Regions from separate parts of the Sus scrofa genome. Here region 1 is linked to region 2. A link is a contact called in public Hi-C data. All regions are on one chromosome and are shown on one strand. Each heading gives the region's core, a stretch centred on a gene start, on an enhancer-like site or on the middle of the called end of the contact. The rest is flanking DNA. Distances are from core to core; before and after follow the strand shown.

The links. A called contact is a pair of places that touch in the nucleus more often than the background predicts.
Region 1: a contact with region 2 is called in a Hi-C map of retroperitoneal adipose tissue, with 2.5 times the contacts expected there. The contact joins two enhancer-like sites. A contact is called at or near these places in 7 of 47 Hi-C or Micro-C datasets (embryonic fibroblasts, heart right ventricle, liver and 3 more) and 2 of 2 datasets of contacts at active chromatin or transcription factors (alveolar macrophages and skeletal muscle).

Annotation. Positions count from the first base shown.
Region 1 is chr1:159,179,703-159,182,740 of Sscrofa11.1, forward strand. All of the region lies in intron 1 of TNFRSF11A (tumor necrosis factor receptor superfamily member 11A), which reads right to left. Among named protein-coding and RNA genes, the nearest start is that of TNFRSF11A, 6.3 kb to the right of the region's middle. Within about 2 kb of position 1,604, at least 18 of the 83 cell types and tissues checked have an H3K27ac peak or open chromatin away from gene starts, as enhancers often do. A contact at or near this core is called in retroperitoneal adipose tissue, where this site is marked.
Region 2 is chr1:159,098,328-159,101,372 of Sscrofa11.1, forward strand. No RefSeq gene overlaps it. Among named protein-coding and RNA genes, the nearest start is that of ZCCHC2, 78 kb to the left of the region's middle. Within about 2 kb of position 1,699, at least 4 of the 83 cell types and tissues checked have an H3K27ac peak or open chromatin away from gene starts, as enhancers often do. A contact at or near this core is called in retroperitoneal adipose tissue, where this site is marked.

The DNA.
Region 1 (3,038 bases), core at 354-2,853, 81 kb after region 2:
GCTGAGCTCAAAAATCTTTTTATGGAATCCTATGTCTACAGCAGCAGTTCTCAAACTTGAACATGCATGAGAATTCCCAGCGGAGGTGGTTAAATCAGATTGCTGGGCCTCATCCCCAGAGAGTGAGGGGCCCGCGAACATGCATTTCTAACAAGTTCCCAGGTACTGCAGACACTGGGCCCGGTCCAGGGGCCACTCTCTCCACAGTGCAGAATCACAGGGCCCTTCATGACTAACCAGCACCCTCTCCTGTCCCCACTTGGCCGTGGCCTTTCCTGGTTTCTGACCAGCTCAGGGCTAGCTCTGCTTGTCCCCACCTCTGCCCCTTCCCCTGCTCTCTCTGCCTTCAGAATCGTGTCCATTCGTCCAGGCCCAGCCTAGCACCACCAGCCCAGCTCTCCATTGCAATCCTGTCCCACTCTGCACCCCCACGGAACCTTGCTTGTTCCTCTTGGCAGGTTTAGACCCACTTAACTGCAAGGAACGAGGACTGTGCAGTCTTGTCTGTGCTACTAGCTGGGGAGCTTTTCAGGGCTCAGGGTAAGTCTGCTGTATTCCAGGGTGTCTTAAGGAAGTGCAAAAGCAGGGTGCAGAGAACTGAAAGGAAAAAGGCTGACAGGGAGGTTTAAGGAAGTAGAATGAATAACCTGAGCAAGGGGAAGTAGTGGCCTGCCAATCTCCAACAGAAGAAATGTGAAATAAAAGAGACATTGACCAACTGATCTCTACCCCCGTGAAAGAACAAGTTTGAGGAAATGGGGTCGAATTGTGACACAGTATTAGATTTAGGTCTGCTCTAGGGAAGTTGCCTCTGGGAACTTGTTAAACAGTGCACTGGATTAGCAAGGGTGGGTGTGAATAATTTTATCAGCCTTGAAAAATGGAACGGATTCCCCATTACCATGAGCGTTTTGGACATTATCCTGCTTTTCTACCTTGGGTACAAAATTGAGAGCCCTTGACAGGTTTTCTTCAACTGGGTATACAGTGGACAGCCGTTTGTGCTACTTAAGGATATGCTTTTAAGTGAGTTGCTAACTACATTCCAAAGAGTAACAAATATTTTTCAAAAATCAGAACTTTCGAAAAGTGGCTCACTTCCCATTGGGGGGGTGATGCAAACCCAGGCCAGCAAATGCTGCTGTGGTGTTCATGTGACATCACACAAAACTCGCTTGCCAGGTTTAACCATCACATTCCCCCAAAGTTAAGAGTTTTTCTTCCTCGTTTTTAAAGGAAAGTCTTCAAATTTCTGGTGGCTGGAGGAAATGACTCTTGTACTCTCAACACTGAACAGGAAATGTCATGAGTTATTATTATTCTGATGAACCCAAAGGGTAGCTTTTGCAGTCGGTTTTTCCTGCCACTTGGAAACCTGGCAGCTCTCTGACTTTGCTTGTGTCATGTCACCTGCTAGGCCAGGATTTTTTCGGATGGGGGAGGCACAGGGGTTGGGTAGAGAGGAAGAGAAACACTCATCTGAGGCGCTAAAATCCACCAGGAAAAGGTGTTTCGTGCAAGTGAAAAGCTTTTGCTGAGCTATGGGTCCAAGGTAAACATCGCTTCTGCTGGGGGCAGGCGACCAATCTGAGGCCAGTGTGGGAAGACTGAGGGTCAGGGCCAACGCTGGACCCCCTGGGAATCATTGGCTGCTTATCTCTTCAGTCCTGAGTTTTAAAACTCTGCCTACATCCTGAACTTCTGATTCAAAGACACCTTTAGGTCAGGAAATGGCTCTGAATTCCAGAGCATAGAAATTTCCTGCAGATCCCAAAGCCTTGGGACTCTTAGCTTGTTTTTGCTTCGGGGTGGGGTGGGGTGGGGTGGGGGGTGGTCTAAGGAACTTTTACCTCCAATAAGATAATCCAAAGCAAATGGGATTCCATATCCTAAACTGCATCCTTCTTTACTGTTTGTGTTTTTTTGGAGGTGGGGAAATCCTTCTTTATTTGAACCTGAACCTGAATCAATTGATTTTGATTTGGACTAAGACAGAAATTTCCTTAATAAACTATGAAAAAACCAATCCAAATGATCGGCTGTTTTGTTCTGACATCAACTACAGTTTTTTAAAAAATCATAGGTCCAACCACAGCCTTTGCCCCGTGTCTTTGGCATCTAGCACAGCTGTTTCTGAAATCACTCCTGCACTTGGCTTCTTTTTCTCACCACTGCCCTGACCCAATTCAGGACTTTACCAGCTCTTCCCCAAAGCAGAGACTGTGGCCTCCTTACTGCCCCATGGACCCACCCCTGGGCACTCTTTCCCATAACACACGCGAACACACACACACACACCAGATCATGTCCCTCCCCAGCCCACAATACATGGAGATAAAATCTAAACTACTTTGCTTGCCCACAAGGCCCTGAGTGCTGGCTCTGCCTCCCTCTCTCTACCTGCCCTTGGAGTCCAGAATGCTGTCTTTAGAGGGGCCAGCAAACACTGCACTGTCAGGCCTCCTGCCATGCCTACCACCAGCCAGCACGAGCCAGCCTTGAACCCTGAGCCCAAATGCTGCCCCTCACCCCTTTTCTGTGCTTTGGACAATTGCTGGGTAAGGAAGAAGGGGATGTTCTCCCCAACACTTTCAGGCTGGTTAAGACACTCTTGTCCTGGGTGCCCACTACACCTGGAAAGCTCACCAGTGACACAAGTGCCCTACTGCCTGCATGTGTCTAGACTGGGCGCTTCCTGAAGACCACTGCGCTGCCCCTGCTGTCTCCTTAGTCTACTGCAGGGTGTCCGACCTGGAGGAGGCGCTCTCGCTTTGTTGAAACTAAATGAACACGGTCAACTCAAATGCTGGCAAGAGCTCTGCCCTGAATGTGGCAGCCCACAGAATCTGAGGCTGGAAGTCACAGGTGGTCCACAAAACAAAGACAGCAAGTTAGCACAGGTCTATGCAGATGGAGAAGAGAGCTGACCGCTCCCCGCCCCCCCACCACCTCCCAGACAAGGCGAGGGTGGGGGGGTGCCTGCAGGAAACAGACTGACAGACAGCCTGACAGCGCCTCCGGAATGAGGACAGAGATAC
Region 2 (3,045 bases), core at 449-2,948:
TTAGGACATCTGGCTCTTCGTGTCTACAGGTTCTGCATCTGTGGATGAAACTGTATATCTGCTTTTTGTTGACTTCATGGTTTAAAATGCCCCCAAATGTAGTGCTGGAATGCTGTCTGGGGTCCTAAGTGCAAGGAATCTGTGACTTGCCTCATGGAGAAAATACGTGGGCTGGATAAACTTCCTTTAGGCATGAGTGTCAGTGTTGCTGTCATAGTTCAAGGGGATTTATTAGCAATGTATATTATGGAAGGTGTCTTCAAACAGAAATGCACATAAAGCAAGGTTATGTATTGACCCATTGCTGGAAAAAAAATGTTGGGGCCAAAAGCTTGAAGGAAACTCACCTTGTATTTTCTCTAGAGAGGTTTTACCAAGTTAGCATATGTAGTGACTTAGCTACCATAAGTACTGTAAGAAGAATTATATATAGATATACATCACACACACACACACACACACACACACACACACACACACACACAATTTTATATGGAGTATTGATAGAATTCCACATGATGAGGGGCGGCATCTACAAAAATCTATACAGTTGCTCAACCAGCACTCAGGTGCATCATGTGCACACAGATGGGAGGGGAATGTGTTAAGATAACTATACCAGGTGGGAAAAAAGCTAAAAAGCTATTTGATTTGGAGAGGACTTCTGATTTGTAGACCAAAGAGCCTAACATCTGCATCTTTCATTTAAGGCAGGAAGGTATAGAGAAGAGGAAGGAGAGGGAAAACAGGAAAACTCACAGGGATCCCTACCAGTGACACAGGGATAGAGGGCTGGGAAGACCTGACTTGCTGATCCTGTGGGGGGCTGAGAAAGAGCAGATCTAGATTTAATCACAACACAGTGGGTTCCAAGGATGACTATTAGAGATGTTAAAGCTTTCCTATAATTTTCCTGTTATTTTTAATCCCCATCCTCTGGCTGTTTTCCTGCTCTCACCAGCACTAAATTGCCTTGGATGGCTTCAAAAATGTTTCCTAAGCTTATTTAGAGTTGGAGGGGAGCCAGAGAGACGTATAGCTGGGCTCCTTTTTTTTTTTCAGCTGTACCCGAAGTGTGCAAAAGTTCCCGGACCAGAGATTGACCCTGAGCCACAGCAGTGACAATGCCGGATCTTTAACCACTAGGTCCCCAGAGAACTCCCAGGCCCCTTCTTACAGTGCTCAAGTGGGAGAAGGAAGCCTGGGAAAAGCAGATGGTGACAGCTAAGGAGAGTAGTGTTAGGACCCACTGAGAAGAGAAACAAGGGGGTATTCCCACCACGCAGACATTGTTCTAAGACAGTACCCACAGGGAGATAGTCCCTGGTGACTTTCTAACGGCCAGCCATCCAATAGGAGTCTGGACCTTTAAGAACCAATTCAGGAAGTTCTAAGGACTCCAGGGATCAGGACTTGAAACAGCTTGTGACCAGTCCCAAGGGCTTTGTTGACCAGGGAACAAGGAAGGTCACTCCCTGGCCTGAGGGGCAGTGTCATTTCCCACCTGAAGGAATACCAAATTACTCTGAAATTTAACTCAACTACTCAACAATGCTTTTGTTTCTGTATCCAGGGGAAAAGGATCTTTCTACTGGGAAGTAGAAAATAAAAATAACCTTCAAGATTGAAACCCAGAGAGGGAGGGTCCCTCTGGCTTGAACATCCTGAGTCAAGAGACAGTGAGAGCAGACTGGCCTTCAAGCTCAGATGGACCACATTAAGGGAGGGGGCTGGGAGCTAATTCGGGGATGGGTGTCTGAAGAACCAGCTCAATGAGAGGGAAATGACAAATCTCCATGACAAGTGTGACATCATCATTTAAGAAAAAGAGGAAAGGTGGAATCTGGCTTGGATAGACAAGGAAGTGCTAATTCCTGGCTAGAGTCTATCATTAAGCAGTTTTTGGCCCCAGTCATGGGTTCTAAGAACAGGTGGTACCAAACTAATCACAGTTCCCATTTTATAGGATGACTAGCAGATTAACAAATCAAGGGCAGGCTTAGAGCTCAGAGATGTGGATTTTGCCAAAGGCTCTCATGGTACCATGTTAATAAGATGGAGACACGTGAACTGGATGATATCACGTCATACCCGGGTGATCATGGATTATGACCATGGATGATCACCTGACCCAGAGCATGGTCCCTCCAAACTCCAAAACACAGGAAAATCAATGGGATTTTGAGCAAGGAGTTGAAAATTTACTACCTTTCTACCATGGCGCCTGAAGATGCATTCCTTCCCTAAATGAGCTTGTTTCATTTTTTAGATGAAATAATTTTATTGCCTGGGATTTTCTTTAAAGTAATGCATTGAGGATGGGGAGAAAGTGGATTGAAGTATGAACAGGACTGGCCATGTGTTGATCATTATTGAATTTGTTGAATAGCTACACAGACCTTCATTATGTTATTTTTACTCCTCTATGTTTGAAAAGTTTCTAAATAAATTAATACTTGTCATGACCCCTAGTTTTCCTCTTTCTTGATTTCTAGCAATTTTCCTAGAACATTATTTAATACTTCTGGACCGATGCATGTCCCTTGAACTAAATTAAATGAGCCAATGATCAAACCAGCTTTCTGTGCTGTTTCCTCTAAACTGTTTTACACACTTGAAAGGAAATCATGTCTTTGTTAAAATGATTACCAACTCAGAGGCAGAATAGTTTGTGGCTTGCCATGGGCTTCCATCAGTTAGTTTCTTTGCGGTTGAAAACTGTGCTCACAACTTAATGGAAAAATTCCATCTGGGAACTTCTCCCTGTGGGTCCATTTCTGACTCCCATATCCAGGTGAGGATAAGCACCACCACCCTTTTTTGGCTTTTTAGGGCCACACCCACCTCAGCATGTGGAAGTTCCTGGGCTAGGGGTCAAATCAGAGCTGCAGCTGCTGACCTACACCACAGCTCATAGCAACGCCAGATCCTTAACCCACTGATCGGGGCCAGGGATTGAACGGGCATCCTCATGTATACTAGTCGGGTTCATTACTGCTGAGCCACCACAGGAACTCCAAGGATAAGCCCTTTTGCTGCCTACCG